2 separate regions of the Capsicum annuum genome follow, and region 1 is linked to region 2. The links are chromatin contacts, called in public Hi-C maps. All regions are on one chromosome and are shown on one strand. Each heading gives the region's core, a stretch centred on a gene start, on an enhancer-like site or on the middle of the called end of the contact. The rest is flanking DNA. Distances are from core to core; before and after follow the strand shown. Region 1 has its middle 50 kb from the start of LOC107840951. Region 2 holds the start of LOC107840951 (phospholipase A1 PLIP2, chloroplastic).

Region 1 (6,429 bases), core at 1,208-3,707, 51 kb before region 2:
ACAATTTTAGAGGATTAAAAAATAATTAAAGATACTATAATAGCCTTGTGAGGACTACCAAAAATTGGTATTTATCCGAAACTCGTGCTAAGCCCGGACCCAAACTCTAAATATAAAAATAATAATGCTTTAATTAAAAAAAATTATTTGTATTACATTATTTTACTATATAATTAATAAAACCTAATGACACGTCAATATGAATTGTTCATAAATTTACATTATTACTAAATTTGCCAAAAATTTACAATAAAAAAATATAAAGAGTAATTTAATTGGCTTTTTTATTCATAGTTATAGTATTTTTAGTTTTGACATACTCCTTACAAAATTATTTTCCTCCGTAAATAATAAGTAATCTTCATTATGTAAAAAAAATCAATTGTCTTAATTTTGATTTTAAAAAAATTATTAAGACCGTCATCATTATATAAAACATATTCATTATAATTTAAGTATAAATGTTAAAAATAAAATATAATATAGATCAGAGAAAGTAAAGAGCTACAAAAATTGATAAAAACTTACTATTCTTTCGTTTCAATTTAAATGTCTTGCTTCTTTTTTGTTATGTCTCAAAAAAAAAAAGATTTTTTCTATGTTTTGTATATTTTTCAATTTTAACATTCTACCGGACAAGTCTAAGACCACAAGATTTAAAAACTATATACTCCATTCATCTCATATTAGTTGTCCACATTATCAACAATAATAGCCCAAATTATTTGTCAATTTTCAAAACAAAATAGAATTAATTGAATTTTTTCTATTTTACTTTTATAATTGAATTTTTTTTTAAGTGTGCAAATTTATAATTTTTTTAAAAAGAATTGTAAAACTACTCTTCTTATTTATGATTATGTAAGGGCATAAAGGGCAGCCCGGTGCACTAATGCTACCGCTATGTGCGGTGTTCAAGAAAGGGCTCCACCACAAGGGTGTATCGTACGCGGCCTTGTCTTGCATTTCTGCCAGAGGCTGTTTCCAAAGCTTGAACCCGTGACCTCCTGGTCACATGACAACAACTTTACCAGTTACTCCAAGGCTCCCCTTCGATTATGTAAGGGCATGTGATGAAGAAAGTAGACAACTAATATGGAATAGAAGGAGCATATTTTTAATTTAAAATCACAAAATTCAAAAACTTTAATTAAAATGAAAGGAGTACAATATTAAAGACTCAAGATACATAATCATAAATATTCATGTAAAAATATACTTAAAAGAAAAAGATTTTAAAAAAAAAGAATTGAGTGTCAAATAAATTAAGGAAAAGACAAAAGAAAGAAATGATTGTCAAGGAAAAAATTTTAAAAATAAAATAAAAGAAAGCCATATGGAGCAACATGAATGGATAAAAAGTTTTGTGAGGATACCAAAACTCGGTATCCTCACTTATATATAAATAAGTATAAAAAAAAAAATTAAAAAAAAAAAAAATATACATATATATATTATAATGATACAAATTTTATCCACATTATATTAAAAATGTATATTTTATATAACAATGATACAAGTTTGGAGAAAGGACAAAAAAAATCATTCGATTAAAACAATTGACAACCAAATGGCCATTGAATTCAATTCCCAAACTGTAGCCTTTCCATGTGTTGTTTGTCGCTGCGTTGCTTTTTTGTTTTTTATTTCCTTTTTAGGAAAAACCTTTTTCGCTGCTATCCTTTTTCCTTAAATAGTAAACTATTACCTTTCTTCTTCTTTTCTTTTTACTAGTAGTTCTACTGCTTTTCTTTTTGTTGGTTCTGGTTTTTTTTTTTTACAAAAAAAATCGACCCTTTTCTTTGTTGCACTTTCTTAACAATTAAGTATTAAAAAAATATTTTTTCCAAAAACAATTAAATAAAAAGAAACAATACATATTTGCAACTTTATTTTGAAAAAAAAAAAAGAATCACAAAAAAAGAATAATAATTGTAGAGTAGAATTTTTTTTTTTTTTTAAAAAGAAGTCAATGATACATATACATTTTTTTTTTTATAAAACTAATGATATAATTTCTATTTAAATTCTATACATATACATATTATATACTACAAAAAGGGCCTAAAATGTCCTTCAACTATATAAATTGGTGCAAAAATGCTCTCTATCTACCTATTGAGCCTAAAATACTCCTCACTTCCACCTATTGGGACTATTTTGCCCTTATATTAACAGAATAATTTTGACCCACTTAATTTATGACATGTCTTTTTCTTATTGGTCAATTAACAATTAATTAAAATAGTTAATTCTAAATTAAAAAACCCGCCCCGCCCCAAGATAATAACCCAACCCACTACCCACGAAACCAAATAACCCAAATCAGTATCCGATTTCAATATCATTTCATGCTCTTTTTCTTTCTCTTCGTCTTCTCCGATAGAAAGCACCGACTGCCAAGTTACCTGAACATCTACGGTAGTACTAGCCCATCTAGTTTTCTATTACCTTGTTGCTTTAGGTGTTTGCTGATGTAAATGCACCTTTTAATTTCATACAGGCAAAACTTCTTCGTTATTTGAATGCCACATCTACTGTAGAGATGGGAGATCTCGATTATGATACCGTAATTGCTGCTTATGAAGGGATAACATGCAGATTTTTTCCACACTGTCCCAAGAGAGCATGCATTGATTATTCTGTCACATACTGTACCTGATATTTCATCTGAGGATCTTATGCTGAGGCAGAGTGCATATAGATTGTTGTTTTCATTTGTCGAGTTTTCTAGTCAAATGCTTGATAGAGAGCTGAAATCTGAACCTGAAAGCTGAACAAGGATCTCCTGGAGCCTGGGTTAGCATATCCTAAGCAACTTCTTTTTGAAGCACATGGGTACTCCGATGAACAAAGAAGATTCAATCTAGAAGGTATGGAATATAAGAGTTGAAAGAAAGTTTTAGTCATCTTGTTACTTCCTTCTCTTTTCCTTTCTTGCCTCTGCTTTTCTTTTGCATTTTTCAACCATCAATGCTTGAATGAGTTATTTGAATTGCTAGCGATTATTTGTGCGGCGTGTTTTATTCGATCTATATGCCTCAAGGTTCCTCTCTCACCGGTCAGTAGCTGACTGTCGCGGGAGTGACGGCAGGGACATTGTTATTTTTAGGTTGTAGTGACTAGTAGGCAGGGAAGGTATTTCCACAATGACTGGAAGTTCTGCTAATGTTGGTTTTCTCATTTTAGGTATGGATCAATCTACTTCGAGATATGGTCCTGAAGCTTCCAACAGTGGATAACTTCAAATCATTTGTAGTTCTTTAATGCAGATCCAGAGTAGGACTTTTTTTAACAATATTGTGCATTTACAAGTAAGTTTATCCCATATTACTATAGATTTTTGGTGTATGCTATATCTACTCTGCAAGTTATTCAAGTCGGCGTGAAATTACTGCTCCATTTTATTTGTGCTTCTCCATTAGTAGTATTAGTTTATGCTTTATTTTGCTTCTCATGATACACTACTTGTTCTCTCAAAAGGCATATGGTCCAAAAACTAGTTCTTTTCCGTGCTTTCTCATCTTATGCCATTTCATTTTGTATATTCAGAGACACAGGAGAGCGAGGGCTTTGTTACGCTTTAAGAATGCAATCAGTTCTGAAAATTTGTCTAAGGTGGTTACATGCCTCATTATTTTAATTTAGAATTAACTATTTTAATTAATTTTTAATTAACCAATAAGAAAAAGACATGTCATAAATTAAGTGGGGCAAAATTAATCTATTAAATAGAAGGGCAAAATAGCTCCAATAGGTGGAAGTGAGGGGCATTTCAGGCCCAATAGGTAGATGGAGGGTATTTTCGCACCAATTTATATAGTTGAAGGGCATTTTAGGCTCTTTTCCGTATATACTATAATGATACAATTTCTATACATGATCATATACAAAAAGCATATTCTATGTAATAATTATACAGTTCCTACACACATTTGATACAACAGTTATACAATTTCTCTACACATTTGCTACAACAATTTTACAATTTCTATACATATTCTATAAAACAATTATACAATTCATATACGCATTTTATACAATCTTTAGTTGCAATGATTATTGAGATACATATTTTATGCAATAATATACATTTTCTATATACATTCTATATAGTTTTTATACATATTTCCTACAGACACATCTTTTATACAACAATGATACAGTACCCACACACACACACACACACACACACACACACACACACACACACACACACACACACACACACACACACACACATATATATATATATATATTCTATACAATAATTATAAATTTTCCATCCATTTGTATTTAATTATTCTTAAATAATGAATTAGATTTTTAGCCCCCAAAAAATTGTAGCAAAACAAGAGGAAAAAATGACTAACAACAAATAGATAGGACGAAATGACCCAAGAAGAAAGAGGACAACCCAACTAGCCTAATAGCTATTAAATAGTAATAATTTGGCCGATTGGCCATAATTTGATAAATTAATCAAATGTTGGCCGTTTATTTTCAAAATGGTCAATGGGTGTCCTTTTTCCAAAATTTAATTCAATTCCATTGTATAGAGCCCCCATAGAGAGTTTTGTTGATTGTAATAATAGGAGTGTTCCATAGAGAGAGACATTTATTTTATTTTTAATTCTCATGTACAATAAAGTTAACATAGATAATTTTGTAGAGTTAATTTTTTTTTTTTGGATTAACTGAAACCACATAGTGGAAATATACTGGATATGTTGTTCTTGTTGTTGTTTTGGGTTAACCGAATTGATGATAGATTATTATTATTATTATTATTAATATTATTATTATTATTATAATTAATTAATTAATTAATAATAATAATAATAACAACAATAACAACAATAGTAAGAGTTTATAAATTCACATGTTCCTAACCTGAATTAATAGCAAAAAATAAGAGATTTGATCCTATTAGAAGTTCATTACATATAAAAAATTTCCTCTAAAAATAGTTTCTAACATGTCTGTCCAGATTGCTTTGCGAGCATACACCAAAAGAACTAAAAAAAATCTTGTTCCAACAAAACCTGCAAATATTGTTCCTTTCTTTGCTAGTGCATCTGCTACATTATTTTATTCTCTATAGCAATGTTGCATCATCGAAGCTCTCAGCCTCCTTCTTAACCTGTGGTTATCAATAATAGCATTATAGTGTAGGTTATCATTTTTTAATATAAGGATCACTACTTTGGAATTAATATTTCAATGGGCAAAAGGCTATTTGTTTTCACCATTTTCAAACATTCGTTTAGAGCCAAAAGCTCCATCTGATTGTTGGGAGCCTTAAAAAACTTTTACAAAAATCAGTAATCCAATCTCTATTGGTATTTCTGTTAACCCCTCCAATACCCCCATCGACCAGAATTTTCTAGACAAGAACAATTTGTATTGAGTTTGTAGCAGCCTCGTTGAAGGGGTGTCCATTTAACATTAATGGTGGTCATGATCCTAGGTTTAGCTTTGTGTCTACTCAGATGATTGTATTCAATCCGATGATTGTATTCAATGGCTTCTGAATAAGCTTGAGTGAAGGAAGGCTTGTCATTTTTTGATTAAAAATACAGTTGCTCATGCATTTCTAAATATTCCACAAACAAAAAGAAACGAGCTCTTTCCACGTGATGAGACTATCATAGTCTACATATTTAATGGTAAGTCAAGTGAAGTCCCACTTAGCGGGATGGAAGTTTGAGATGGATAAATAGTTGTTGGGGTTGGTATTATAGAGCATGTTAAAGAATCTAACCAAGCACTTAGTTCATGGAATAATTGAATATGTTTCACAGGTCAGACAATTGAATCACTTGTATGTTATACTGATATAGCCACTGTCTATAATTGGATACCTATTATAGAGTTGTTTCAACAATTTTCATAGAAGAAATATAGACAAGAATCTTCGACGGAATTTGAGAGAAGAATGGAGGAGAAAACTGCATTTTATTTTTTTAGGGAGGGAGAAAAATGTCGTAATTTGTTAAGACAAGCTTCTTATAATTTCAAAGGGACACAACTCTTGAAATAATTGTGTATCTTTTCTTTTATTTAATAATATAAATATACAAATAATTATATTATTTCTCTCTTAACATGGATTCGGACTAAACCACAGAGTGACCCAATTCAATTTTTTTCATCTCTCACTCATACGTAGTGGGTCAACTCTCATTTTTTTTTATAATATTCATACTTAACAATTAGATCATGTGATTAATGCAATATATTTCAATACTTAGAGAGATTCATTGCTATACATCTGTTAGGAATATACAATATCTCAATCAATGAAACTTAGAGTAGATTATAGTATTCTGTATGCTAGATCATTTATCACATTTATATTTCTCATATCTTTTTTTCATAATTATGAGTTAATCGTTATGTTTTTTGTCTAGCAGACAAACTAAAATA
Region 2 (6,763 bases), core at 3,583-6,082:
TATCCACAAGTCCGCAGATTGTCGGGCTCCGAAAAAAAGGATCAAGCAAACATAACTGAATTCAAAGACGATATGAATGATGTGTGTGTTAAGTTTTTGAAGTGCAATCTAGTTAAAAATTCTAGAGAGTCGTGTATTGATTCAGGTACCACGCATCATGTATGTACCAACAAAAAATTATTTGCTTCATATGCTCCAACTCAAGTTGATGAGAAGATATTCATGGAAAACACCGCTACAATAAAAATTGAAGGAACAGGAAATATTTACTTGGAGATGACCTCAGATAAGGTGGTGACAATAAACAATGTCCTTCATGTTTCAAAGTTGTGAAAGAACTTAGTTTCTACTTCACTTTTGACTAAAAATGGATTCAAATGTGTATTTATTTCTGACAAAGTTGTAATCAGTAAAGTGAAATATATGTAGGTAAAGATTACCTCACCGAGGGACTTTTTAAGATCAATGTAATGAATATTGATATGAATAAAAGTTTTGGTTCTTCTTACTTACTTGAGTCAAATGAATTGTGACATGAACGTTTACGACATGTCAATTATAAAACCTTGCAATAACTGATTGATTTAGAAGTTTTGCCTAACTTTGAGTGTAATAAATCTAAGTGTCAAAGATGTGTGGAATCTAAGTATGCTAAGCATCTGTATAAGTCTGTTAAAAGGAATTTCAAACCCTTAGACTTAATTCCAACAGACATTTGTGATATGAAGTCTATACCATCTCGTGATTAAAAAAATATTTCATAACTTTTATTAACGTTTGCATTCGATATTATTATGTTTATGTGCTAAGTGGTAAATATGAAGCAATAGATATATTTAGGCAATATAAAACTGAAGTTGAAAATCAGTTGGACAAAAAGATAAAATGATAAAGAGCGATAGAGAGTATGAATCTCCATTTGAAAAGTGTTTGAAAAATGAAATTGTTCATCAAACTATGGCCTCGTACTCACGTCAATCAAATGAAATTGCAGAAAGGAAAGATTGAACATTGAAGGAAATGACGAATGTCTTACTTATAAGTTCAGGTTTACCACAAAATTTATAGGGGAAAGCTATCCTTACAACGAAACGAATACTCAATCGAGTGCCCCATAGTAAGATACAATCTATTCAATATGAGAAATAGAAAAAAAGAAAATTCAACTTGAAATATTTCAAAGTGTGGGGGTGTCTAGCCAAAATCTAAGTTCTATACCTAAAAGGGTAAAAATAGAATCAAAGATTGTGGACTGTATTTTTATCGGTTATGCTACAAGCAATAAAGCATATTGATTTTTGGTTAATAAATTTAAACACTCAGATATTCATGATAATACGATAATTGAATCAGATAATGTTAAATGTGTGAACACATTCATTAGTATAAAATTGGACATGACCTGTCTAGTAAACGATCTAAACAACCTCGGGATGAACCAGAGAAAAATGTACTAAATAATGCGAATCAAAGACATAATATGCGTCAAAGAACGTCTACCTCCTTTGGATCAGATTTTGCAACATTTCTTCTTGAAAATAAGCCTCAAACCTTCAAAGAAGTGATGTCGCCTTCAAATTCATCCTTTTGAAAAGAGGCCGTCAATAGTAAAATTGATTCAATCACGAGCAACCATACTTAGGAGTTGGTTAATCTTCCTCCGAAAAATAAACCTTTAGATTCTAAATGAATCTTCAAAAAGAAAATAAAAGTTGGTGGTATTATTGTCAAATACAAGGCAAGACTTATTGTAAAAAGCTTTAGACAAAAAGAAGGTCTTGATTGTTTTAACACATACTCAAAAATAACAAGGATAACGTCCATTCGGATGTTGATTGCATTAACGACAATATATGGTCTTAAAATCCATCAAATAAATGTAAAACAACTTTCTTAAATGGAGAATTGAAGAAAAAAATTTACATTGAACAACCCGAGGATTTTATGGTTCCTGATAAAGAAAAAAATTGTGCAAACTTGTTAACTCACTTTATGAACTAAAACAAGTACTCAAACAGTGGATGCAAAGTTTGATTAAATCATGTTCGCAAATGAGTTTAAGATAAATGAATGTAATAAATGTATTTACATTAAAGACACTTCAAATCACAAAGTAATTATTTATTTATATGTGGATGGCATGTTGATCATCAGTAGAGATAATTCTACCATAAATGCTACGAAATAAATTCTTGAGAGCAAATTTGATATGAAAGATCTTGGAGTTACTAATGTGATCTTACAGATAAGAATTCATAGAACTCCACAATGGTTGGCATTGTCACAGTCTCATTACATTGAAAATGTACTTGACATGTTTAAGTATTTAGACTTCAATATTATCAAAACTCCATTAGATATGAGCTTTGCACTTCAAAAGAATGAATGTAACAGTAACTTACAATTGACCTATGCAAGAGTGTTGAAAAGTTTGATGTATATCATGGATTGTACACGACCAGATATAACATGCGTTATTAGTAAATTGAGTTGGTAGACGAGTAATCCTAATCAAACTCATTGGATGGTAATGAAAGAGTTTTGGGGTATCTAAAACAAACTCAAGACTAAGCTTTGCATTATAACAAATATTCTGCTGCGATTGAAAGATATAGTGATGTAAATTGGATCACGGAATCAAATGAAGTAAAATCCACGAGTTGATATGTATTTACTTTAGGTGGAGGACCCGTCTCTTGGAAATCATCCAAACAGATATGTATTGCCCGCTTTATAATGAAATTTAAACTTATCGCGTTAGATAAAGTCGATGAAGAAGTTGAATGAGTCTAAAATTTCTTGAAAAATATTTCTTATTGGCCGAAACCTTTGGTACCGGTATGCATACACTGTGATAGTCAAGTAGCAATAGGTAGGGCAGGGAGCATGATGTATGATGATAAATCTTGTTATATAAAACGAATACATAATGTCATTAAGGAACTACTCTTTAATGAAAGTATCACGATTAACTATGTGAAATCAAAGGATAATGTGTTAGATCCACTTACAAAAGACCTATCTAGAGATGAAGTTGAGAGATCATCAAAAGAAATGAATTTATGGACTAGGACAAGTCATCAAGATAATTACTCTACCTAGCAAACTGAAGATCTCAAGAACGAGGTTCAAGGAGATCAAACAAAGCTGTGATTGACGGTTTAACATTGATAATTAACTCAACTCATTCTCATAATGAAGACAATGCTCAGAAAATAAAAATACGACTTATGGTTTGAAGCTTTTTAATGGTTTCTAAGTTTGACAGATTTGACCAAATAGTTTGATTTATAGGATCAAATGCTTAAGAATCACCTATGTAAGGGTGCAGTGGAAGCCGCTTTAAGGAGAATGATAATAAAGGCTTATTCTCTAAGTTCTCATTAAATCAGGTCGTGTTCATGGCTTAGACGAACAAAATCGTGAGAACCATAAATGATAAAAAACTAGTTTTGTGACTTGTATTTTCTAGGTATACATTAAAATTTGACGATTCAAAGATATCACATCTGTCGATTGACCGGTGTATCCGATGCAAGTTCACTACAGAAAGTTCAAAGGAAAAACTACTTATCCAAATGCAACACTCTTGTACGTAAATTTTTGATAAAATACTCATTTCTTATTCATATACGGGATTGTTGGGTTCTAAGTAGAAATATGAATGAAAAATGAAAAGTATAAATGGAGAGAAAGTGAATTGTGTTTTCACCTTAAGAAAGTAAAGTTCTCCCACATTAGTGGGAGAAAGAAACTTCTTAGTGTTTAAGTATAGAAACACTCCTTCATGTGGATAGTGAGGCAAGAACAAGATAAGTCTCGAGCCGTTGTTGTCATTACTCGCTCAGCTTCGAATTTAGATTTGAATTTGTCAAATGATCCATCGAGATATTATCGTTTTTGGATAAGCATACATTTGAAACTTAAAATTAGTGATATTTTAATCCAAAAATTTGATAAGAAAATTTGCTCCATTTGCGGACGCACTCGAGCATGTGCAGACGTATGTCACAACACACCTTGAAGGGAGGCGACCCTTCGAGGCACTGTTAAGGATGAAAATGGCGATATGTGCACTCATATGGCCATCTGTGGCTGCAGGTGGCCGGAGCAGGTCATAAGAAAGTTTTTGTTTTGCCAAAAAACGATCTGCGATCACATGTAGGCCACTTGCACGCACAGGTTTGTCCACAGGTGACATGACAATCCGAAACAGTATGTCTTTTCAAGAATCATTTTTTTCTTTTTGAAGCACCTTTTTTTACTATAAATACCTGAATTTTTCCTTACGTAGAGACACAAAATTTTGAAGTGATCTAAAAAGTTAAGGGTGATTAACAAATTGTTAAGTGAATTTGAGGTACCGTTATTTGTTGAAGTGAATCATTATATGCTGGGAATATATTCCATAACCTCAAGTATTTAAAAGAAATAATTTTTTTAAGGACACACCATAAATTTGGTGAACTCGATTCTTTCTTTTTCATCTCATTTATAAATGTTGATTTTACTTTTTTCGTAAAATAATTAAATTTTATTTAGATAGTTGTTAAATTAGTTACACTTGTATTTAAATTCCTTAAAACTTGGTTTTAATAATTCATAAATTATTAAACTTGTGTTTAAAGTTTCTACAAATTAATACAAATTTTATACGCTAAAAGAAATCAAAAACCTAGGGAGTGAGAAGTAGAAAAGACGCAAAAGCGGCAGCGACAAGAAACACCAGGTGGAAAAAAAAAAGGAAGAAAATCTTGCCACGTAGATACGACGCCGTCTACATTGAGTGATTCTTTTGAACTTTCCTCGAAATAAGGCATTTCTTTTGGGGGCAAAAATATCGTTTTCTTTTTTTCCAAAGAGAGAAAAAAATAACAAGGAAGAAACCTCAAACAAGTTCGTTCACCTATTTAATTTTTTGGTTTGCAAAATAAATACAAACCCACCATCTTTAAATGCCCTTACTTCCTCTCTTTCATTTCCCTTCTCTCTAATAACTAAAATATCATTGATTGTTTGTACAAAACCGAAATTTACTCCACAATTCAAAGATTGTTGCCACCATCAACGTTGCATTTACAAAACACCCGTATTCATTCTTGAATTCTAACTTTACAGATTGATAAAGAGGTCATAAGAAAGTCGTAGAATTTGAAAAAGGGAATTTTTTGTATCAATGGATGGTTTTTGTTTAACGGGAGGTATACAAGGTATGGCGGGGCCCATTGCCGTCGCCGGAACCGGTGCCGGAGGTTTAGATGTACGTTCAACACAGTTTAGTACATCCGCCGTGGGCGGCCGTTCATCGGCGTCGATGTCGGTTGAAAAGCCATCATTATCTTCTTCTCAGAGAAATAATAAGTCATGGGGTTTTTCATTTAGGTACCCACTTAGATCTTTTTGGTCTGGAGGTAAAGGAACGTCGTCGTACGATGCTATAGCTGTAGACGACGCTGTTTTGATGGATGAAAAGGAAGAGAAAATTATTGAGGAGAAAAATGATGGGAATAATAATAAGAATAATGGGAATTGGGTATTAAAGATTTTGCATGTAAGGTCTCTGAGTAAGGTAGAGGATGGTGGGGGTGTTGAAGATCTAAGGGAAAAGATGGAGAGGCAAAATGGTCAAACTGACATTGAAGATGGTGATGAAAGTGAAGGGAGAAAATGTGATGGTGGGGTTGATGAAGAATGTGATGTGTGTTGTGTGAATGATGATGATGATGAAAAATTTAAATTCGATAGAAATTCATTTTCAAAGTTGCTAAGGAGGGTGTCATTGGCTGAAGCTAGATTGTATGCTCAGATGTCTTATTTGGGTAGTTTGGCTTATGGAATACCCCAAATTAAGGTAAATTCTTCCAAAACATGTTTCTTTTTTTTTTCAAGTGACCCATAGTTTTTGTCCTCTAAGTTGTGCATACTATTCATTTTCGATGCTGCACTCGTGTCAGATTCTCCAAAAATACGTTACTTTTGGAAATTCCAAGCACATGTTGACATTCTTGAAGAGTCCGAGCAAAATGTATTGTCTATGTTGATTGCACATTATCTACATTTTTCTGAATATGTAGATCTGAATAAATCACTTGCTTCTGTTGGCTGTGAGAAAAATAACAGCATCTAGTGCTTAATTTTAGTTTTTTAAGGTTACAAAGGCCTCAAAAGGTGTGATCTTTGGTTTTTAGAGGTGTCTTCATGCATGATTAACTTGATATGGGTTTTAGGGAATCAGAATTCTAGCTGAAACACAGAAATCTTGATTTGAAGAAACTAGGTATGGACAGCCATGCTTTCAATATAGTGTTGTGTTTTCATATTGCTTATACAAGCTTTAACATTGTTCTATGATTGTTGCGAGAGCTTTTGTCAAGTTGATATTTCAATTTGTAGTGGGATGTGGCAACTGGATCTTGGGGTTATCCTGTTTGTCTTCGAAGCATTGTCACCTGGCAGCCATATCATAGGATTTCATGTTTCTGTTTTTGTTGTGCAGCCAGAAAATTTATTGAGGAATCATGGATTGCGTCTTGTTACGTCTTCATTTGAGAAAAGAGAACAGGCATTGAAAGCTGAGAAAGAGAAGGCAGCAGCTGAAGACCGGGAGAAGAAAGAGAATGAAGTCACTAAATCCATGGTAGAAGAACGAAGCACTGCAATTTCAGAAGTGGAAGGGGATGGAAAGACCAGCGGGAACAGGATAAGTGCATCCACAGCTTATCATATAGCTGCCTCTGCTGCGTCTTATCTGCATTCTCATACA

The links. A called contact is a pair of places that touch in the nucleus more often than the background predicts.
Region 1: a Hi-C map of bud shows a contact between it and region 2, with 2.8 times the contacts expected there. The contact joins the enhancer-like site here to the promoter of LOC107840951 in region 2. A contact is called at or near these places in 3 of 5 Hi-C or Micro-C datasets (bud, leaf and placenta).

The regions. Positions count from the first base shown.
Region 1 is chr1:161,595,764-161,602,192 of UCD10Xv1.1, reverse strand. No RefSeq gene overlaps it. Among protein-coding and RNA genes, the nearest start is that of LOC107840951, 50 kb to the right of the region's middle. Within about 2 kb of position 2,457, at least 2 of the 5 cell types and tissues checked have an H3K27ac peak or open chromatin away from gene starts, as enhancers often do. A contact at or near this core is called in bud, where this site is marked.
Region 2 is chr1:161,547,111-161,553,873 of UCD10Xv1.1, reverse strand. LOC107840951 (phospholipase A1 PLIP2, chloroplastic) reads left to right here and starts at 4,832. Exons shown (of 5, transcript XM_016684910.2): 1 at 4,832-5,851; 2 at 6,497-6,763. The coding sequence starts at 5,177.